Linked DNA regions of Sus scrofa: all the other regions are linked to region 4. Evidence: chromatin contacts called from public Hi-C and HiChIP or PLAC-seq data. All regions are on one chromosome and are shown on one strand. The core of a region is the stretch at or near the end of the contact, and the rest is flanking DNA. Distances in the headings are between cores, read along the strand shown.

Region 1 (5,664 bases), core at 1,591-4,090, 290 kb after region 4:
CATCTTTGCTCCCAATGCACTTGTATATAGTTCCCTAATAGGATATACAACACTATATTGTAAATTAGCTGCTTATACATCTTGGTAGCCTGAGACTCTAACGTACTTTGAGGCACATAGCAGACAATTAAGAATGGGTTTTTAAAGACCTTATGGTATGGCCATATTATTCTAGTTACTGTTGACTCAAGTATACTATATGAAGAGGCAGTGTATTTATCATGATTAGGAGCTCAGATTCCACACCACGTCGTCTGGGTATAGATTTTGGATCTACCACTTAATAGCCATGTGGCACTAGGCAAGTTAATTAACCTCTCTATGCCTTGGTGTCCTAATTAACCTCTCTATGCCTTGGTGTCCTTTATTAAAAGAGGGTAAGCTCTACTCATAAGGTTACAAGGATTAAATAAATACAAGCAAAGTGTTCAAAACAGTGACACAAAATAAGCATTACACATGTATTGGCTATTATAGTTACTATACTTTGATCATTTCTGACCCTTTCCACTTGGAATGGTCTCCCTTCAATTGTCCCTTTATCCAAATCTTACCCAGGTTTCAAGGCTGACCTCTGGTAAATACTTTGATCAATTCAACCCTTATATAATAATTCCCTGATTTAAACATACATAGCATCTTCTGTATCACACCACATTTAATTAAAACTGTCCTACATCCTTGTCATTTTTTGCAAAATGCTTGTCCACTCAATTTCTGTAAACCACATATCTTTGTGAGTTCCTATAGTCAGTACTAAATGCTTAGCATTTATTATGAAAAATAAAGTTCAGTAGAAACTTCAGCTCTGATCAAAATGTCTTTGCAATCAAAGAAATGGAGAAGACTGTGAGAACATTCCATCCTTCTCTAAGAGCCAAGCGGCAAATGTATTAGCGCCAGGGAATTCTGACTCCCATTAAAATAAGCTGCTATGAAATAGCTTCTGAGAGAAAAAAAAAAAAAAACCCTTCCTGCAGAAGTTATGGGGCGTTCTTAAGTTACCAAACCAAATTGTAGCACTGGATCCTCTATGAGAAATATGTCAGCATGACTACATGACTGACTGAAAGTACAGGATTTGGAATTACACAGAACTAGTTTTCACAGGAACCCTGAGCTTCAGTTTCGTTCTCTATAAGGCAGCTACTGTAACACCTACTTCACAGGTATATGATAGTCAACATCCACCCTAACATTTAGCTGAAATGCAAATTCCTTTGGAAAAATTTTAAATAAACTGAAAACACAGCAATTCATAAAAAACTGAACAGATTTTTCATTACATAAGAAAACATATTAACACAACACTGTATATCAACTATACGGCAATAAAAAACCAAGAAAAAAATTTTTTAAATTAGTTGTGTATTTGTAATATTCTAAACTACCTATGAGAAAAGTAAACATGTATAGTATTGTCAATATTCCAAACTGGGATGGAGGAAAAATTCTACTACAAAATCTATCCTTTTCTGACACTTTCTCCATCCTGTAATTTTTTTCCTTCCATTTGTAATTAAAAACAAGTGTTCAAAATTATCCCCAAAGAGAGAAACATTTGGAAAACATAATTTAATTTAATAGCAAGTTGGTTCTATAAATGTAGTACTCCAGTTTATAGTTTTAAACTACTTCCAAATAGGAATGAATATGAATTTAAGAAACCATGATAATGGCGAACAGCTCAAATGATGTTCTGAGTCAGTAATTTCAAATTAAGAGTTGCTCCAACTTGAAGCTGGCAGTCACACAGTCTAAAGGGTTTGTTTACAGCACTGACTAAACCAAACACTCCAATCTTTTAGAATATTCATCCTGGCGTTCTAACAATTAATTATTTTAAAGCAGTATAATCACTCAAATACTACACAAATTAAACCGAAATGGGTTTCGTTCTGAAGGAAAAAAAAAAAAAAGAACAAAGGTGGCAGATCTTATTTTTAAACTGTGGGTTTTTTTCCACTTTGAAAAAATACTTTAAAACAGAACCCTGCTTGGAATAACCTTTAAGCTTGGGGGAAGGGTGCAATTTTTAAAGACCGTATTCGGCGCCTTTAGGATACAGCGGTCTGTGGGGTTCATTAGGGTCGGGACATGTAATCGATCAAAAGAAGAAAAAGAGATGTTAAGTTCGGAATTTTTATGAGTATGGTAGGAACTTTCAGTAACGTTTAAACATTACAATTTAAGGATGAAAAGATGGCTTTGGAAAGAAAATTAACTTCCGAGTAGAAAATGAAGAGTCAAGTGCGGGGCCAGTGGAATAAGGGGAGATGGAAAGGCAACTGGGGAAAAGTGAGGATTTGGTAACCAAAAAGGAGTAAGGTCCAGAAGGCCGTTTGGGGGCGGGGGCTTAAGAAGGGTGTGGGGTGTGTGTGCGTGCACACGCGCCGGAGGTGAGTTTTGTACTTAGGGATGAAAAATCTAGGTGACAAAGTCGTGGAGATCAAATTCGGAGGTGTGGAAACAGGGAGAGGAAGGAATGTGGGGATTTCCAGGCTGGGGTAACAAGAAGTTTGGGGAGTTCGTTGTCGGGGCGCCCCTCTTTCTCGGGAAAGGGTGGCCTCCTCGGGTGCCAGTCCTCTGGCCCGTCCGCCCCGACTCGGCCCTCACCCTCCCGCTACACGGCCCTTCAACTGGCCACGGCCTCTCCTCACCTCTCAGGCCGCGGTGCCTCGCTCCTCCAGGTCCCCGGTAGCGTAGGTTCCCTCCGCCCCAGGCCCGGCCGGGCCCTCTGGCCAGCAGCCGCGGCCCAGCTCAGCTGCGACCGGGCGTTCCCCGCGCGGCTCCGCGGGCCTGTCGGCGCTCTGCCTGGACGACTGCTAGAGCTCCGCTCCTTCCCGCAGACGCGGCACGCGGCCCTCCTCCCGTGGCGGGGCGAAGCGCCCCCTGACCCCGCCCCGCGGCGCCCTGTCACGCCCCGCCCCCGGATTTGGGATCTGTACGTTGATTGGCCCCCGCGAGACCCGGCGCGCCCCGGCATTGGCTCAACGGCCGCCCGAAGACGATGGGGCGGCACTCCGAGAGGCTGCAATTCCCGTAACGCGGTTCCCGGCGTCCCGGATTCCGGTGACTGCGCCCGCGTCGCCTCTCCCAGGCGAGATCGAAGGGTTCCCCCCACCTCCCCTCTGCAGGCGGAAGGAGCGGAATGTTCCATTTTTCCGTGGAATAACGGGGTCGTGAACTGAAGCCCGGGTGCTGCCCGCCCCTGCCGCCCTCCCTTCTCTCGGCTTCCCTTCGGACTCCCTTCGAGGCCTTCCCCAAGGGACTCAGAGCCGGGAGGGACCGCCGGGTGTCTTTGGGGATCGGGGAGGCGTGGGAGCTCCTCAGGGAAGGTGGCCATGACTCCACAGGAGATTACCGCAGATAGTGGCGGCGGCTTCGGTCCAAGTCCTTATGTAAACCAACCTTGCCACGATGTATATTTCTAAGTCAGTAAATGAGTTTGGATGTGATTGATCGGTGAACCCCAGGTTTGGTGACACGCCAAGAAACTAGTTTTTCTTGCAGTTTGTACCTCCCAATCTGTTACAGAACTACAGAGTAAAAATCAGTTCCATTAACAATCCCCCTCTTCCCCTCCTCTGGTCTGGAAAAGGGACCTTCAGGCTCACTTTGATATTTTTTTTTTCGAGAATTAGATGAGAAGCCTCAAAGATAAGCGGGATGTGTGTGTGTGTGTGTGTGTGTGTGTGTGTGTGTGTGTAGAAACACACCCAAGGCCAGGGCCTTTTGTGGAAGAATGGCAGGCTATACGAGGACAATAATGTTTTAATGGACTTGAACAAATTATACCCATAAATTAACAGACAATTATAAGGTTCTTCATTATACTGACGATTCAGATAGGGTAAAACATAGATGGAATTATGATTTCTTAGTTGATCAGATAATTTTATAAGACACAGGAAAGTGGGCCTGCTATGTGTCTAGGGCTAAGGGAGTCCTAGGCAGGCTTGGGGATGGCAGTCCAGGAGAGAGAACACTCCATTGTGTTCAGCTGATGTGGCTCCCTATCACCCTATACCTAACCTGCAGAAACTGACTGGATTGTATTCTAGTTCTGCTGTTGATGGGGGTGTTTATTTTAAAACAAACTCTTATAAAATGTTGATACATTAAATTTTTATTTAGATCTAGCAGACATTTATGTAGGGGCCATGTGGTTAAGTGTACCTTCTGGTTTCAAGCTGCCTGATTTGAATCCTGGTACTGGTACTTCCCATGTCTGTGACCTTGGGCAGGTCTTCTCAAGATTCTTCATCAATCAAATGAGAATAATGGTACCAACCTAACAGGACTACTGCAAGTATTAAATGAGCTAAAATACATGAAGTGCTTGGCATATAGCAGTAGGTACTCAATAAATGACAGCTGTTATCATTATTGAATATCTACTATGTCAATGCTTTCCCAATCTCTCTTATCACAGTATATGTTGAAAATGATGGCACTTCTCTGGCATAGGGAGTAGCTACAGGGGATCATATCTCACAGCACACTAGCCTGCCTTGTACACTGGTGAGGGATGCAAAGGACTGAGTTAGTTCTTTTGTGAATATCTTTGTGTTTGCTAACACTAACCCATAAGAAACTCTCATTTTGTGGGGATGGTTAGAGTCTTAGGCTAATGAATCGATATTGGAGAAAGATTTTTTAGGACAGCAAGAGCGTGTCTCCCCTTGGCTGGAATTACTTTACTTTGCAGATACTACTGATCCATGAAACAATCACTTTCAGGATAAGGATTTATCATTAGAATGCCCTGTCAAAATGCAAGGATAAGAAAGAAAAGTGACTATCAATTGGGAAATTTCTGTTTGTGTTTTGATACTTATTTGGGATTTTAGATATGTCAGAAGCAGAGAGTAGGGAACCTGTACAGTGAGAGACCTACATGAGGATACAGATTACTTGAGAGTACATGAACAAAACTAGGAGAAAATGCTACAGAGCAAAGGTTATAAAGGTTGAAGACAAACTTTGCCTGCCTTGCTATTTACATAAATCTGGCCCTGACCAGGATGGCCATTTACTTTTTTTTTTTTTTTTTTTTTTGGTCTTTTTGCCTTTTCTAGGGCCACTCCCATGGCATGTGGGCATATGGAGATTCCCAGGCTAGGGGTCTAATTGGAGCTGTAGCTGCCGGCATACACCAGAGCCATAGCAACGCCAGATCTGAGCTGTCTGAGACCCACACCACAGCTCACGGCAACACCGGATCCTTAACCCACTGAGCAAGGCCAGGGATCAAACCCACAACCTCGTGGTTCCTAGTCGGGTTCGTTAACCACTGAGCCAGGACGGGAACTCCCAGATAGCCATTTACTTCCTTGCCTGTGCCCAGTTGTGTTTCTGGAACTCTGTCAGCCATGGCCTGCATCAACCTAATGATATCAGCAGCCATGATAATGACTCAGTTAGCACCCTGACCTCACAATTTCTCATCCTTCTCTTTTTCAGTCAGCTTCAACTTTACTCTGTATCAGGAACCCATAGATGGAGCCACACCTTGAAGCCAGTCATCAGATGAAATTACTCCACCTGCAAAATTTTGGATTGTGAGTTTCTCTCTCTACCCACAGCCTCCTACCCTTCTACCTCTCTCACTCACTCCTACTGAGTCTGTAGTTTGTCCTCAGTGTGTCCTCCAGTCTTTGT
Region 2 (5,719 bases), core at 888-3,387, 460 kb after region 4:
CCCTTCCACAATAAGGGACCCCGTGAAGGGTAATAGTAGAAGGATCTAATGACTGGCTTGTCAGGTCCCTCATTAGAATGGAGGCAGGCCTAACAGCTGAAACAGGATAAGTTTTTAGCTGCAGATTGTGGGTAGTGTATGTGTTCCTGGGGAATGGTTGAAGCAATTCCTACTGATCTGAGGATACAGAGGTATTTTAATGTTGTAACAACCAGGGAGTAATAGTTCTGATCATAGCGTTGGAGTTACATTTTACAAAAAAGAAATAATGCTGTACATAAAATTTTGATTTTTGCTCTTTTTCAAATACTTAATATTGGATCATATTTTCCCATAGCATAAGTAAGATTTGAAAATGTTATTTATAAAATATGGCATAAAATCCCATTGAATGGACTTAGCACAACTGATTTAAAAATGCCCTTATTATTGAACATTTGTTTCTCTTTGTCAGGGGAATTATTAATTCTGTGGATATTCCAAAAAAATTCTTTTTTTTCATCTTTTCTAGGGCCGCATATGGAGGTTCCTAGGCTAGGGGTCTAATTGGAGCTGTAGCCACCGGCCTATGCCAGAGCCACAGCAACATGGGATCTGAGCCACGTCTGTGACCTACACCACAGTTCACAGCAATGCTGGATCCTTAACCCACTGAGCGAGGTCAGGGATCGAACCCGCAACCTCATGGTTCCTAGTCAGATTTGTTAACCACTGAGACACGATGGGAACTCCGCAAAAAAAGTTCTATAACATTCTTGCATACATTTCTTTTTGCGCATGTTTGATTACTTCCTTTGGATGCATTTCTAGAAGTAAACTTGGGAATCAATGGGCTTGACTCTTTGTCAAACTGCCCTTCAGAAAGGCTGACCCAGCACACACTCCTAATATGGGGCCTGAGAGCATTTCATCGCATTCTTAATAACCTTGGGCATTATTGTTTTTTAAAAATTAATGCTGATGTGAAAGAAGGAAAATAGTATATCATTTTCAATGGTCGTTTCTTTCACTGTTCCAAAGAGAGAAGTTTTTTTCATATGCTTATGGCCATTTCATGAATTATTGGTGTCCTTTACATATTATTATTTCAAGGCATCTGTCTTTATTTAACTGCTTTGAAAGAGCTCTATATACAGGAAGGATACTAACTCTTCATCTGTCATCTATGCTGCAGTTATTTTTCCCTGTTTGCCACTTAAGTTCTCAGTTTGTTTTGCTGGTTTTCAAAATCTATGGATGTTGAATATATGATTTATTGCTTTTATGATTAGAAAGGTCATAACCTGTGAAATCTTATACCTATTTGTTAGCATTTAGCTATAATTAATACAGAACTTTTAAACTTCATTTTTGTATGCCACAATTACCTTTTTCCCCAAATACTGGATAATTCTCCCTTTCCTCACTAATTTGTAAATTTACTGTATTACTTGTCATATAGTAACTAACTCGTTATTGACACCTTGGAGAAGGCTCCTCCTACAGCCCATTCACTGGAACCGTGGCTTGGAAAGCAGGGATCCCAGAATGGCCCTCTCTGCAGTGGCATATTCATGAATGTGGGAATTCAGCCAAGATGCACCTCAGTCACATTGCATAGAGTCTTGTGGTCTGTCTACAGTCAAGGTTCTTAGCCTTTTTGTGGTTTCTGCACAGTTTTGAGTTCTAAAATTTTTGGTAGCATATTTGAAGGAATCAGAAAACTCAGAACAATCCAGGGGTTAGCAAAAAGTCTGATACAATCACTTCTATGGACAACACCTGTTTCCCAGTAGCTATGAAAGCATCCATTGTAACTGCACTGTTCCCAGGGGTCTCCACCACTGTCTGAATAACAATCATAATGATGGTCAACAATTATTCCATGCTTGTTATACACCAGGCACTGTGCTAAACCTTTTCTAGAAATCAACTCATTTAAGGATTTATGAGGATTATTCCCATTTTATAGATGGAGAAACTGAGGCACAGGGCATGACAGTGATTTACCCAAAGTCACACAAGGAATAAGTGGTGAAACTCAGAGAAGACAGTAGGCTGTCAGGCCTCAGGTTCTACCCTCTGACCAATGTGCACTAGTGGCTATCACTGCCCATTTACTCAGAAGGCAAACTCCTCACATATTCCAGTGAACTTATGACCTTTTTTTGGACAACAATCCACATTCCATTCTCTCTTACTCACAGCAGCCTGCAGCCCACTCTCCAGAAGCTGTGAGGCTCAGCATTCTGCTGGATAAACATTAGTGTGCTAGAGTCTATACTTATTTGTGGCAAAAATAAAATTTACACATTAATTGAAAATTGGAAATGAATCTATGAAGAGCAGGTTGTACACGAAGGTGAGAACTGAAGGTAATGGTAATAGCATAAAGATTCTAAAGTGAGGTTGAGTAAATTCTTTTTAAATGCCAAGATAAATGTCACATGATCAAGGAACAAATAATTCTCAAACTGAAGCACAGAAAAAGAGTGAAATTTTCCTAATTTATTTTCTAAGGCTAGCATAAACTGTTAGCACACATCTCCTATAGACGGATCCAATTGTGAACACAGCATTCTAAGTTAAATAATTTAAACTCTACCAGACCAGATTCAATTGAATGTTGAAAGAATAATACACCATAACTGAATAGAATTTATTCTGAGATATAAAGATGTTTTGATTTTCTGGTATCAATTACTAAAATATATCACACCAATTTAAAAAAAGGAGAAAAACATGATTATATAAATAAAAAATAGAAAGGCATTTGATAAAATTTTACATCTGTTCCTAAAAAATGCTTAACAACCAGGAATAAAAAATTTCATTTTCGATTTGACTAACCACATTTATTTCTAATCAATTTCAAACTTCACACCTAATAGTGAAACAACTGAGAAAGAAAGGCAAACTTTATCTAATGCAGTAAGATATGAAGTAAAAAGAAATGAGATGATAATCATAAAGGAAGAACAAAACTATCATAATTTAATAAAAGCTAACTTTTATAAATGACTCCTGTTCCATGTGCTGTCCTAACAATTTCCTTTGAATTAAGCTATTTATTTGTTTCAACAATTTTGGGAAATTGGTATTATATTTACCCTTACTTATAGATGAGGGAACTGAAGCACAGAGAGGTTTAGTGGTTTCCCCAAAGTTGTACAGCTATTTAATGGCAGAGCAGGATTTGAAACCAGTCCATCTTGTTTCATCCTATGCACCAAGATGGCACAATAGAACTAACCACAGAACCATTAGAATTAATAAAGTGATTTAAGTTAGCCAGACTTAAAAATAAATATGATGCTAGATAGTTTTATATTAAATAATATACGAAGGAGACTAACTCCTCCAGACACTTAAAATAACTCTTTACAGTGAAAATATAAAATGCTCAGTATTACTTATTCAGCATCTAAATGAGGAAAACTACAGAACAAAAGAGTTGGATTTGGAGTTCCCGCTATGGCTCAGTAAAAACAAACCCGACTAGTATCCATGAGGATGCAGATTTCATCTCTGGCCTCACTCAGTGGGTTACTGTGGTGTAGGGGTGCACTTCGCAGATGCGATTGGGTCCCGCATTGCTGTGGCTGTAGAGTAAGTATGCAGCTGCAGCTCCAATTTGATGCCTAGCCTGGGAAATTCCATATGCTGCATCTGCGGCCCTAAAAAAAAAAAGTTGGATGCTTTCTGTGGTCTCAGATAGGACAGCTAAAGAGCATAACAAGTTTTAATTATTACATACATTCATTTTTAATTTTAATGTCATTTCAATAAAAATATCCAATGTTTTTTTGGAGGGGGCTCAGAAAAATGATACTGGCTTTCATTTATAAAAAGAAATGGGTAACTTTATGATTTAAAGAAAAAAAAAGAATATACTTCTTATCTATACATAGAATCTCTTTGTAAGGATGCATAAGAAACTGCTTACATTGTTTTGCTTCCAGGAGGGATTTGGATGGCTGGAGGGGTTAGGGTGGAGAAGATTTTTTTATTGTACATTGTTTATACCTTGAAGTGATGTGAATGTATCATCATTCCAAAAGCAAAAACAAGCAAAAAGAGGAAACAAAAAGACTGAAAAAAAAAAAAGAAAAAAGTATTGAGGGAGTATTCCTCTATCAAATAGTAAGTATTACAAAACTCAAATAAATTAAAAAGCAAGACTGTGCCACAAGACCAGATTGTTTCTTAAAACAGCATAGAAAGCCTAGAAATCTGCCTGGCACCAGCATGGAAAGTAGAAGCCAACAGATAGGGTGGCTTTTAAATGGGATGAGTTATATCTTGAAGGCAAGTCTTAGACTCAGAGGACAGAACCCCAGAAACAGAGGAAAAGGAAAGTAGAAGTACTCCCGTAAGAGTTTTCCTGGAGGATTATTTTCCTTCTGATATAATTTTCCTGCTCAGGCAAATTCTGCCCTTTCCTATTTCCAAATAAAAAAAAAGGGGTACTATCAAAAACAGACATATAGATCAATGGAACAGAATAGAGAGCAATAAACCTGCACACTTAATGGTCAATTAATCTATGACAAAGGAGGAAAAATATACAACGGAGAAAAAAGACAGTCTCTTCAATACGTGGTGCTGGGAAAACTGGACAGCTACATATAAAAGAAAGAAATTAGAATATTCTCTAACATCATACACACAAATAAACTCAAAACGGATTAAAGATCTAAATGTAAGACTGGATACTATAAAACTCCTAGAGGAAAACATAGGCAGAACACTCTTTGACATAAATTGCAGCAATATTTTTTTGGATCTGTCTCCTAAAGTAAAGGAAATAAAAGCAAAAATAAACAAATGGGACCTAATTAAACTTCAAAGCTTTTGCATAACAAAGGAAACTACTGACAAAATGAAGACAACCTACTGAATGGGAGAAAATATTTGCAAATGATATGACCGATAAGGGAGTCATATCCAACATATATAAACAGCTTATACAACTCATCATCAAAAACAAACAAACAAACAAAAACAAAACAACCTGATTAAAAAATGAGCAGAACTGTGTAGACATTTTTCCAAAGAGAAAATGCAGATGGCCAACAGGTACATGAGAAGATTACATTGCTAATCATCAGGGAAATGCAAATCAAAACCACAATGAGAAATCACCTTACATCTGTCAGAATGATTATCATCAAAAAGAACACAAATAAAAGATGTTGGTGAAGATGTGGAGAAAAGGGTACCCTCCCACACTGTTGGTAAGAATGTAAATTGGTACAAACACTGTGGAAAAAGGTATGGGCATTTCTCAAAAAACTAACAATTAGATGTACCATGTGACCCAGCAATTCCACTCCTGTTTATATGTCTTAAAAAGACAAAAACGCTAACTCAAAAAGATCATGCACCCCAATGTGGCATAGGAGCACTATTTGCAATAGCCAAGACATGGAAGCAACCTAAATGTCCATCAACAGATGAATGGATAAAGAAGATATAGTATATATACATCTACATATACACACATGCACAATGGAATACTATTCAGCCATAAAAGAATGAAATTTTGCCATTTGCAGCAACATGGATGAACTTGGAGTGCATTATGTGAAGTAAAATAAGTCAAACTGAAAGATAAATACTGTATGATATCACTCATATGTGGAATCTAAAAAAAATACAACAAACTAGTAAATATAACAAAAAAGAAGCAGACTCATAGAGAACAAACCAGTGGTTATTAGGTGGTGGGAAGTACAAC
Region 3 (5,714 bases), core at 2,698-5,197, 380 kb before region 4:
TTTCCTAAGTCTCAACTAAGTTTAAGGATTTTTCACACAAACACAGCTTTTGGTGTGTAAGCACCCTTTGCCACATCCAATAATGTAACCTGAAAGCAGTGATCTCAGTCTGTTTTATTCTTGAGGCATCCCTAGTGCCTAAAATCTTGCCTGGCATATAGTTGCTCTTCAAGAATTATTTGATGAACAAAGGAAATGAAAAAACAGGAGTGGAAGAATACCCAGAATTGTGTCAAAAGCCATTTTGTGGCGCTAGTCATTTTCTACCTCTAAATGAGAGTCCAGTTGAGAAACTATGCTACGTACAACCCTTCAAATTGGGAGTTCCCATCATGGCTCAGTGGTTAACGAATCCAACTAGGAACCATGAGGTTGCAGGTTTGATCCCTGGCCTCGCTCAGTGGGTTAAGGATCCAGTGTTGCCGTGAGCTGTGGTGTAGGTCGCAGATGAAGCTTGGATCACGTGTTGCTGTGGCTGTGGTATAGGCCAGTGGCTACAGCTCCGACTGGACCCCGAGCCTGGGAACCTCCATATGCCGCAGGTGGGGCCCCAGAAAAAAAAAAAGACAAAAAGACAACCCTTCAAATTGTTTGAAAAGACAGAGGGATAGAAGTAGAGTAAAACAATTACATTTACATTAGGGAAAATAGAGTTCAGAGGTGATTTTTTGTGTGTGTATTTTTCCATTTTTTTCTTAAAAATAGGCCTATTATATGTAATATAAAAATAACCAAACAGGAAAAAGAAAGCAAAATTATGCAGAAATCTTGTTGCAACATTTTATGTATACTGCTATATATATTGATTTATGGTTACAAAAAAATTCCTCACAAATTTGGTAGATAACCTCTCATTTTCTCTCTCTTGATTTCTTGGTTTTAATAATTCCTCTGAATTTTTCCTTGTCACTGACCCAAGAAATTTTTTGAATGACCCTATTCATAGCCTTTGAGTAGATACTGAGGGATATGTACTCATGAAACTGTTCCTACCTCCTAAAATTTTGTAGGATAGGTAAAATGTATAATTCATCACATAGGCAAGATCTGATATCAAATACCATTGCCACAGGCAAGATCTAAATATCAAAAAGAATAATCAAACAACAATGATGCATGAGCTATGTATCCATAGGAACAATTCAAACAGTTGAGAGCTGGGGTGATTATTATAGAATTCTGGTAGATAATCTTGGGGATGGATGGTATGCCAATAAAAGAAAATGGTCAAGAATAAGCATGAGAAAGCAGAAAGCCAAAAGCTGCATTGGGATCAGTGAAACATACTAGATTTGCTATAGCTAAATATAGGAACTGTAAAAAGACTAGAAAGGAGGTCTTAGATACTAGCTCAATGCTTTGTACCTTATCACAAAGTCAGTGAGGATGATGTAGAAAAGACTGGGAAGTGATATGATCAAAGAAGTGTTTTTTTTTAATTTAACGATTTCTTATAATTTTACAATGATCTTTAATTTTTCCATTATAGCTGGTTTACAGTGTTGTCAATTTTCTACTGTATAGCAAGGTGACCCAGTCACACATACATGTATACATTCTTTTTTCTCACATTATCATGCTCCATCATAAGTGACTAGAAATAGTTTCCAGTGCTAAACAGCAGGATCTCATTGCTTATCCATTTCAAAGGCAACAGAAGGCAACAGTTTGCATCTATTAACCCCAAATTCCCAGTCCATTCCACTCCCTCTCCCAAAAGAAGTGGTTTTGAAAGATCAATCTGACACCTTATGTGGGACAGACTGGAGGAGGAAAAAAGCACAGCTAGCTCTTTAGAAGGCTGTGTTGGTACTCCAGAAATTCATGAGTGTCTTGACTGAAGTGTGAGCAGTATAAATCAAAAGTGAAAAGGGTATACATGTAAGATATGCAAAGACTGCACAGAGCTTGACAACACATTGGATGTGAAAAGAAAGAAAGGCACAAAAAAATAACTATTGACATGGGATAAAGAGGAATATGTAAAAAGAGAAAGAAGTCAGAGGAGAAGCTACTGGGGGTGGGAGTAGGGGTGGGGGCGGGCTGGGAAGTGTAGTTTAGTATTAGCCATGTTAAATTTGAGATGCTTGCAAAATAGTGTCCAAATAAATGTAGAAATGGCTGACTTGAGCTTGGAATAGAGACCAGGATTGGACATGTTGCTTGAGGAGTCATCTACAAAGGAAAAGACAGAAGAAGTAATGGAAGTAGATAAACTCTCATAGAAGGTCTGTAAAGAGGAAAGCATACTGTCACAGAATGACACTTCGGTAACGGTCACTTTTGGGGGCTGGGGGAATGGGAAACCAAAGAATACAATAAATGGCTATGAGAAAGTTCAAAGAATTCAGAGGAATATCAGGAAAGACAAAGGAAGTCAGAAAGAGGCTGACTCAGAATAAAAACGCCGCAGAATACACAAGGAGAAATTTTTTGTATCTGTAATTGCAGGCATAACTTTGTAGTTAAAAAGTTACAGTAAATTGCAGAGCACAGATTATTATCCACCTTCTAGGTGAAAGTTTGTTACCTGCCTACTTCAGTCTCATCTTCTCCTTAGACAATGCTTACATTCTGAGATCTCAAAGGCCAATGCTCTTTTCTGACTCAAGATCTCTGCACACCGTTTTCCTTATCTCTGCCGGGAATACTATTTCCCCCCTTCTTTATAGAGTTTACACCTATTCACCCTTTGGATCTTAGCTTAACAGTCACTTTCTCAAAGAGACCGTGAATGATCCCTCCTCCTCCTCAGTAAAAACTGGGTTACCCTGTTAAATTCTCTTACTTAGCTTTTCTTTGTGGCACTTATAGAACGATGTCTGTGCGATTACTTCAGGTCTGTGTCCGCCATTAGACGGGCAAGCTCCGGGAGAGATTGCCTATTTTGCTCATCCCATCCCTAACATCGTGCCAGATACAAAGTAGGTTTTAAATAAATATTTGTTGGCTAAACATTTCAATAAGAACTAAGACAAGCTAAGCAGAACAAAATAGTGTATAACTGTTTATCTTTTGAAATCAGCTGTAATAGTGGCCTGCTGATCTGCAGCCAGAACCGGCAATCTCCAAGTTGAGTTATCAAATCAAATGGCACAATAAGCAAAAATGCAATGCTGTGGTAAAGATCGCTGATAATTTTACAACAGGTTATATCCATATTCGGTGTGCAAGTGCTGCAATTCTTATTAAGTACTGATTTTTACATAGCACGTGGAAACACTACATCGTGGCTGAAGAGGTTGAGGAGGAGGTAAATAAATGGGTCTGGCTCCAGGAGGTTAATAACTCCAGACAGTATTCTCTGCATGCGAGTCGCTAGTTTAGATGATGGCTCAAGACTGATCGCTGATGAAACGGGAGCTAATGCAATTTTTACTTAGTTCACAGAATTAGAAAAAGTGGAGGTTAGGTTGGGGGGCGCTACCGTCGGAACTCTGGAGGCCCTAACAGCTTACACTGATCTAAAACAAGGCTGCCTGATACGGAGCCAGCAACTGTGGCTGCGGAAGACAGAAATTTTGAGACCAAGGGTTCGCCCAGGTGCGAAGGCTTCCCCCTAGGGCCAGATCCTGGCGCCCGACAGCTCATACCTTGCTTTACTCGGGGCTCCCTGTTGCTGGCAGCAGCGGCGGGGGGCTGTCTGGCCACAGGCTTCTTGTTTTGGGCCTCCACCGCAGCTCCGGCCTCGGCGGATTTGGCTCTGGAAGCAGACACGGCGGCCCGGACCGCCGCGGCACCCGGAGCCTTGTGTTTCTTGTTCTTGCCGCCCATGTTGCAGCAGTGGCAGAATCACAGCTCTGGTCTGATCCCGATACCACTCCCGCACCGCCTCCAAGGTTTGTTCACATTCCCCCAGTCCCACGCCGCCACCTTGCGTCCTCCATCCGGGCTCCTCCGGCCGGAACGACCGCTGCTTCTCAATTGGCCCGATTCCCCAAGGTCCCGCCTCCTCTCCGCCCCTTTAGGGATCAGCTGCGGGCCGGGAACCGCCGCCGCGCTGCCACTTCAGCTTCGGAGATGCGCGTCCGCTAGTGGTTGGAAAGGAAAAGAAAGGTCCAAAGAGGGAAAAAAGGTCCAAAAGGGAAAAAAGAAGCCTTGAGGGCTGTGCGACTCAACTAATTTTGTCTCCTACGGGCCCCTGTTGCGGCTTCCCTTGGCGTCACCGTCGGCGCGGTTGCGGGGCATCGTGGGTAAGAGCGAGATTTGGTCTCACAACTCCGAAAGATGGCGGACGCTTTCGGGGATGAGCTCTTCAGCGTGTTTGAGGACGACTCGACCACTGCGCCCGGAACCAAAAAAGACAAGGAGAAGGAGAAGGGGAAATGGAAGGGGCCACCAGGGTCTGCAGAAAAGGCCGGGTAAGGAAGATGTCCGAGATGTCTTTTTTTCCCTCTCAGCGCTGAGGGAAGAAAATCGGACACTCTTGAAGACCACGAGAAAGTGGGTGTACGTTAGCAGCGTCGGGAAGTGAAGGGGGTTGAGAGAAATGTTGGAAGTGGGGGAGGAAAGTTGGTTTTGGGAGGCGCGGGTTTTGGCCTTCCCGGGCGGCCGCAGACAGCGTTCCGCTGCATTTCCTTTACCCCCGCGTTGGCGTGACTACCTACACCTGTCTGCGCTGTGGGGTCGTGAGGACAGGTAAGCTGTAAGCTGTTCCTTAGCTTCTGTACTCCTAGCACCGGCACAGTACTGGGCCCAGAGCCTTTAATATTCGAGAAACGAATTGAGTGAAGGGGTAGGGAGTTTCGATAATGTGACTTGGATTGACTTGGAGCGGAAGGGGCAAATAACAACATAAGAGAGAAATTAGTAATGTTCTTGCTCATCATGAGATGATAGGGCCAACCACTAGGGGTTTTGTGAGGGTTAAATGCGATATGTTTAAAGCGCCTAACGGTGCTTTTAGCACATGGTAGATTCTCAAATGCTGGCTTTCTTGGATTTTATTAAGAAAAATATTAAAATTTACTGGTCCTCGAAGCTTGAATTAAAGTAAGGTAACTCATTAATAATGAATAAAGTTTACTCTTGATCTTGAGGGAGATTCCTAAGAGATGCTACGTTAGACATGATTTTGCTCTTAGGGAATTTTTAGTCGAGGTAAGGAGGTAGAACAGATACATACCTTACAGTTAGTAGGAGCTTGAACTACAATGAGCTGTACATATAGTTAAGTGCAATAAAACTTAAGGAAAGAGGAGTTCCCGTCGTGGCTCAGTGGTTAACGAATCTGACTAGAAACCATGAGGTTTGCGGGTTCGACCCACCCCCCCGGTGGGTTAAGGATCCGGCGTTGCGGTGAGCTGTGGTGTAGGTTGCAGACGCAGCTTGGATCCCGCGTTGCTGTGGCTGTAGGCCGGTGGCTACAGCTCCAATTGGACCCCTAGCCTGGGAACCTCCATATGCCGCGGGAGCGGCCCAAGAAATGGCACCAAAAAAAAAAAAAAAAAAAATCCACAACTTCAGGAACGAGATACCTATTTGTGATGTCCAGAGACCCTTCTATACAAGATACTATTCTGGGTTTGAGGAAATGATTCTTTATTGATTACGATTTTTTTTTTTCTTTTTTAGTAGCACAAATTGGGCTAGAAGGAGTGTTTGCTTAGGGACTACAAGATATAAGGCTGAAAATAAATCGGTTTGGGGTTATGAAGAGCCTTGAGTAGCAAGCAGATGAGTTTTGATTTCTTTTTCTTTCTTTCTTTTTTTTC
Region 4 (5,701 bases), core at 829-3,328:
TTTACCAGGCCAGGGACTGGTTTTGTTTTGTTTTTTTTGTTTGTTTTTTTGTTTTTTTTTCTGTAAACGGCCAGACAGTAAATATCATATGATCTATGCAACTACTTTGCCTTGCAGCACAAAAAACAATACCTAAATGAGTGAACATGGTTGTGTTCCAGTAAAACTACACAAAGAGTTAAATACATTTGGCAGTAGGTCAGATTTGGTCATAGTTTACCCACCTCTGTAGTATGCTAGTATTAAAGCAAATGGAACCATCATCATTACAAAGGCAACCTGCAACCTGGTGAAAGCAGTTATGTATGTTCTGTATGTTCTTCTATATAAATCTATAACTTCTATAAAGTCCAGTAACAAATTTATCTAAACCTCTTTCTTATGAATTGCTCCATGGTTAACAGGAGCTACAATGCTGATATTCTGATGCTACAGTTAGAACATCCTCCCAATCTGATCAATACATCCTTCAAAAGGTGTTAAATTTGACAGTGCTGGAGGACAATGTAGTTTAATAGAGAAATCACCAGTCAAAAAAACAATGCAATGGCACTAACGGAGCTCTCCTCCCACATTAGGAACACTAAATGCTCTCAAGTTATGTTTTAGGCAGTAAGAAAGAATACTGGCAAAGGACTGAAATTTGTGTGCTATAAAATGCATGCCTGGTAGAAATTTTTAGCCTCTAAATGATTTTTTTTAAAATTTATGCTCCTATTGCCTTTTTAAAAAAAACTCTGTAAATTACTGTTTTAATTTGTAATTTGGGTATTCCCATTCTTCTAAGCTATTTACTTCTTATTGTAAATATTCAAGGTATTACAAAAATCACAATAAACAGCATATTGTTTTTACGTATGTAATAGATATGCAGCATTTAAAATTGAGAGAAGAAATCTAAGGTAACTGTTCTCACAGCTTCAGCGGGCAAATGGGAAACGGAAGATGAATTTTATTTGCTTCCAGGCAAATGAACTATAAGTGACATCTTAGTATGCTACCAGCCTTTCATCTTAATATGAAGCTTGTAGTTTGTGAGGCAAGCAGATTTTTGTTCAAGTTAAGACAAGAGTTTTTAACAAAAGTTAAAAACCTTTCCCTTGAGGGGCTGCCTGTTATCCTGCATAGGACAGCAGTAAAAGATAACAGGAAGGGGAACAGGTTAGAGTTTGCTAATCTACTGATCTGAGCAATAGATTATGGCATTGCTTGAGAATCATGAAAATTAGGTTTTAGTCAAGTTGGCCATTAACTGGTTGTCTGCTGGTGAGCAAGCCAGGTTCTTCAACTCGGTGGACCTCAGTTTCCTCACCTGGAAAGTGAGAGAATGCACTAGACTAGCTGCTCTCAAAGGCCCCTTTCAGCTCTGTTCTTCTAAGACAGGAAGATGTCAAGCCAGCAGCTACGAGGGCACTGGCTCTCACAATCGAGCCAAAGAAAAGCATGACAAAGACTTACTTGGCCCTCACCATCTGTAGTCCTAGCTCAAGGCACCAAGGGCTTTTCCCTGCATTCCCTTTTCCGGCCCTCTCCTACTCGGGACAGAGAAGGGTCTCCCCACTCCTCCCAATTCTCCTCCTCCCTCCTTCTCTCATCCGGGTGTTCACCTCCTGTAACCCTGTCTTTTCCCAAAGGCTCCAGCAGACTCCGATTCCCACAGTACCTCCAGTTCTCTCAGCCCCCGACCGAGGCCCTGACTTGGTCGCACCCGAGCCCTGTAGGAGCTTGCGCCGCCCCTCCGGAACCATCTCCTCCGGCCCGGGCTTTGGCCTCACAGCTCCCGCAACCGGCCACTGTACCGACGCGTTTCACCAAAGAACTTCCCCAGGTGACAGCCGGCTCCGCCGCAAGCTCAGCTGTTCCCGCTGCTTCCCCTCTGTTCCCTCCGCTCCCTCCCGCAAGGTGAGTTGGCAAGACCCGAAAGGTGCTCTACCTGTGCAGGCCAAGCCATTAATCTCACAGAAAGCGGTAAGAAGGCTGACACCCCTTACCCACTCGTCTAACTTGAGGCAGCCAGGCTTCCCGTTCCCTGAACAGGAAAAGACAACGGCCTAAATCGCGGGGGCCGGCGGGGGATGGAGTTCTAATCCAGCCGCCGCAATCAAACCTCCCGCCGCCAGGGACTACAACTCCCAGGAGGCTCTACGACAGCTAACACGCCTCCCGCCTCAGAGCCCAGCCCTCCGGCTTCGGGAGGCGGGGCTGCCTAGGCGGGCAAACCATGACTGATCTGCAATCTCATGTTTGCACCAGAGGAGGTTGCTGGCCCAAGGCACTTCAGACGTCTGGGAGGGTGCACAGCCTGCAGTTCTTACAGCCCCAGAGGCCCCATAAGAAAGGGCTGACGTGACATTTCTGTCTAGGGTTGACCTCTTATTATCTCTCTTCTCAGGCTTTTCTGTGCTCTGTTCTTTCGTCACATGCTTGAACCCTGCGGACACCAAGGAAGGCTGGCTTGAAAAAAAAATTGTTGGGTTGGCACTTTCCCTCCCTTGTCTAGACGCTTACGTTTTTTTATTTTTGACGTGTTGGCATATTAGTCACTAAGCTAAAAGAGGGACTTATTGGAGGATTTTAGCACCCTCTCCCCATCCCTAATAATTTCTCCCAAAGCCACCCCAAGTAAAAATACAGTATGAATAAAATTAGCGTGCTTGTTATAAAAAGTCTGCTCAAGGTAAGTCTTCTGAAAAACATATGGCAATACCTAAGGTCTTACAAAGGAAGACGATGGCTTTTTTTTTTTTAACAATCAGGAAAAATCGAACAATGCACTGTCATGTGTTAAGAATCTAAAATTAAAGAGCCCAAATTTTAAAAATGGCTAATATTGAGTGCCAAGCATTTTACTTACAATATCTCTTTAAGTCTTTACCATCATTCTAGAAGTGTATATTGTCTCTATTTTACAGTTTTCAGGAAACAGTCCTAGAGCATTTAAATGAGTTACCCAAGGCTGAACAACTATCAAGTGGCAGATGATCTGGAATTCAAATTGAGGTCTTACTCCAAACTTGTGCTCTTAAACACTGCCTCTGTTATTGAGGGTTTGGCAAGGCCTATGATGCGAAGAATATTGCCTTTAAAGCAGATAAATGTTACTTTGCTAATGGTGTCCTTATTAAAAAATTTTGCAACTGCTCTTTAGCCTGTTTTCAAATCAACAGTACATTCTTTTGATAGCTCCAGTGACAACAAAATTTTTTTTATTTCTCTGCTTTTCAGGCTGAGCAAATATTTTTAGGCAAGGCTGAGAAACGCAAAAGTTAGTGGTATGGAATCGTATCAGCAAGAATGGCTGAATAAGGAACTTGAAAACTATCCCTCCATAAAAGCAACAAATAAGCTGGCGAAACCATCAGAATCAACTTTTTTGGTACTCCGGAAACTAATTAATTAAAAAAAAAGTAACAACACTTAAGAAAAAACTGCCGAATTTTGGCAAGAGAGTTCTATGATCATCTCAAGCTTGGCAGAGACCTTGAAGACAGCAGCAAATATCCCTGGTGTAGGTTGCTGGTACCAGAGGGAGCAATATGGATCTTATTCTAAAGGAGTTGTAATTATGTGTTTTGACCTATCTTGTGGTTGCCTGATGGTTTGGTTCTAGGGCTTACCTTTGTTTCACCTACTTTCAAGCCTCCCCAGGGCTGAGGCAGCTTCTGAGACAGTGATTGCCAGAAGGATTTAAAGCAAATGTATTAGCCACTGCCGTCAGGGAAGGGATAACAGTTGGTGCAAGTAATAAACAGACCAAAAAGCCTAGGAAGGAAGGGGCTGGGGAAGCAGATACTTGAGGAGTGAGTGTTTTCAGAAGCTTCCTCTTATTCTGGGGAATCTGGACACAAGCTCAGAAAAGACCTGAGAAAACCCCAAACTCTCACTTCTGGCTGACCTTCAGACTCTGTGCAAGCAGGAAGTGAAGGCTAATGCAGAATTGTAAAGTATTTTGCTAAGCCTTGAAGGTAACATACAGCTAATTGGCAAAGAGTGGGAGAGGGGTTTTTTTTGGGGGGGAGGAGGGCATTTTGGCTGTTTATTATTTGCTTCTAGGCATTTAATAAGGACATCTCTGTTAAATTACTAGCTGACTACTAAGCTAATGGAACAGAGTGGTTACACAACAAAACATACAGACTTTATAGAATTAGTAGACTGGTAGTTGAGTCTGTTTCTGTCACAATTTCCTCGGTCCCTGTTTCACCATAACAAAGCTTTGGAACGGCAGACATTTTACAAATTTATTAAAGTGAAAGTACATTTTCAGAGAGGGAGAGAGGACTCACGTGTGCATGGTTTTAAAAAAGGAAGGCGTGACTCACTCTGCAATGGTCTTTATACCCCACAGTGCAACCTGAGTGGAGACCCAATTTGATCTTCAGATTGGTCTTGGGCAGGATACCTTACTTGCTTGGGGAACAGGTTATAGGTGGCCAGGTGAGGAATGGGCGACATTTCTAGCAGGGAGTGAGAAGCCTAGGCTGGTCAAGGTGGGGGAAGGGGCATAACAATGAGACATGGCGAGAGGCTTTGGGGTTTAATCTCCTTCAGGGGACTTGAAGCCTGTAACATGTCTAGAAGCTTGATCGTATTTAAACTTGATTTTTTTTTTTTAAATGGCTGTACCCATGGCATATGGGACTTCCCCAGCCAGGGATTAAATCCAAGCCTTAGCTTCAGCAATGACAAATTCTTTAACCCACTGTGCTGGGCCAGTTGTTGAACCTGCACCTCCACAGTGACCCGAGCCACTGCAGTTGGATTCTTAACCTGCTGCACCACAGTGCGAACTCCTAAACTTGATTTTTAATTAATTTTTAAAAATTTATTTATTTTTTTGGCCATGCCCAAGGCATGCAAAATTTCCTTGTCATGGATCAAACCCATGCCATAGCAATGACAATGCTGAATCCTTAACTCGTTGAGTCACCAGGGAACTCCTAAACTTGATTTTTAAAATCAAGCCATTTGGAGTTCCCATCGTGGCGCAGTGGTTAACAAATCCAACTAGGAACCATGAAGTTGCGGGTTCGGTCCCTGCCCTTGCTCAGTGGGTTAACGATCCGGCGTTGCCGTGAGCTGTGGTGTAGGTTGCAGACACAGCTCGGATCCCGCGTTGCTGTGGCTCTGGCGTAGGCCAGTGGCTACAGCTCCGATTCAACCTCCAGCCTGGGAACCTCCATATGCTGCGGGAGCAGCCCAAGAAATAGCAAAAGGACAATAAATAAATAAATAAATAAATAAATAAATAAATAAATAAATAAAAAGATAAAAAAAAAAAAGAAAATCAAGCCATTATAGATGGGTTTCATACTTATCACATCAGGAAGCACATTTCTGGAATTCTTTCATTTGTGATATTAAGGCTATTCAGTGGTCTCAAATACTGTCTCTTAAAAAGTTCCCTTTCAGCTTTTCACCAGTTGTTGATGGTCAATAGCCATTGATGGTGATCTGCTAGATCAGAGGTTCATGTCACCTTTAGTGTCTGAGTAAATTTTTTCAGTGTCCTTAGTTTCTGTTTACTAAGTAGTTAGGGCCAAACAAATTAATGCCCTAATACCCTGTTTATGTCCTCACAACTTAGTAGCCATTAATTAATTAATTAATTAAAAATTTTTAATTATAGTTTATTTATAATGTTCTGTCAATTTCCTGCTGCACAGATAAGTGACCCTGCCATACATCCATATACATTCTT

What was found. Hi-C and Micro-C count contacts between places; a contact is called where the count stands out from the background. HiChIP or PLAC-seq counts read pairs in DNA pulled down with a chosen protein or histone mark.
Region 1: a Hi-C map of liver shows a contact between it and region 4, with 4 times the contacts expected there. The contact joins the promoter of IL6ST here to the promoter of SLC38A9 in region 4. A contact is called at or near these places in 1 of 5 promoter capture datasets (liver) and 2 of 47 Hi-C or Micro-C datasets (heart right ventricle and liver).
Region 2: a Hi-C map of embryonic fibroblasts shows a contact between it and region 4, with 2.1 times the contacts expected there. The contact joins the enhancer-like site here to the promoter of SLC38A9 in region 4. A contact is called at or near these places in 7 of 47 Hi-C or Micro-C datasets (blood, brain, embryonic fibroblasts and 3 more).
Region 3: an H3K27ac HiChIP or PLAC-seq map of skeletal muscle shows a contact between it and region 4, with 8 times the contacts expected there. The contact joins the promoter of SKIV2L2 here to the promoter of SLC38A9 in region 4. A contact is called at or near these places in 3 of 5 promoter capture datasets (fetal liver, fetal skeletal muscle and liver), 2 of 47 Hi-C or Micro-C datasets (omental adipose tissue and skeletal muscle) and 2 of 2 datasets of contacts at active chromatin or transcription factors (alveolar macrophages and skeletal muscle).

The regions. Positions count from the first base shown.
Region 1 is chr16:35,148,948-35,154,611 of Sscrofa11.1, forward strand. It overlaps IL6ST (interleukin 6 signal transducer), which reads right to left and starts at 2,841. Exons shown (of 16, transcript NM_001097432.1): 1 at 2,661-2,841. It overlaps LOC102168151 (a long non-coding RNA gene), which reads left to right. Exons shown (of 3, transcript XR_002339581.1): 3 at 5,467-5,664.
Region 2 is chr16:35,314,379-35,320,097 of Sscrofa11.1, forward strand. All of the region lies in intron 5 of ANKRD55 (ankyrin repeat domain-containing protein 55), which reads right to left. Among named protein-coding and RNA genes, the nearest start is that of IL6ST, 170 kb to the left of the region's middle. Within about 2 kb of position 2,138, at least 5 of the 83 cell types and tissues checked have an H3K27ac peak or open chromatin away from gene starts, as enhancers often do. A contact at or near this core is called in embryonic fibroblasts, where this site is marked.
Region 3 is chr16:34,474,280-34,479,993 of Sscrofa11.1, forward strand. SKIV2L2 (superkiller viralicidic activity 2-like 2) reads left to right here and starts at 3,948. Exons shown (of 27, transcript XM_003133964.6): 1 at 3,948-4,361. The coding sequence starts at 4,228. DHX29 (ATP-dependent RNA helicase DHX29) reads right to left here and starts at 3,954. Exons shown (of 27, transcript XM_013984775.2): 1 at 3,594-3,954. The coding sequence starts at 3,774.
Region 4 is chr16:34,856,710-34,862,410 of Sscrofa11.1, forward strand. SLC38A9 (sodium-coupled neutral amino acid transporter 9) reads right to left here and starts at 2,079. Exons shown (of 16, transcript XR_002339779.1): 1 at 1,934-2,079. LOC102165748 (a long non-coding RNA gene) reads left to right here and starts at 1,767. Exons shown (of 3, transcript XR_308406.3): 1 at 1,767-1,902.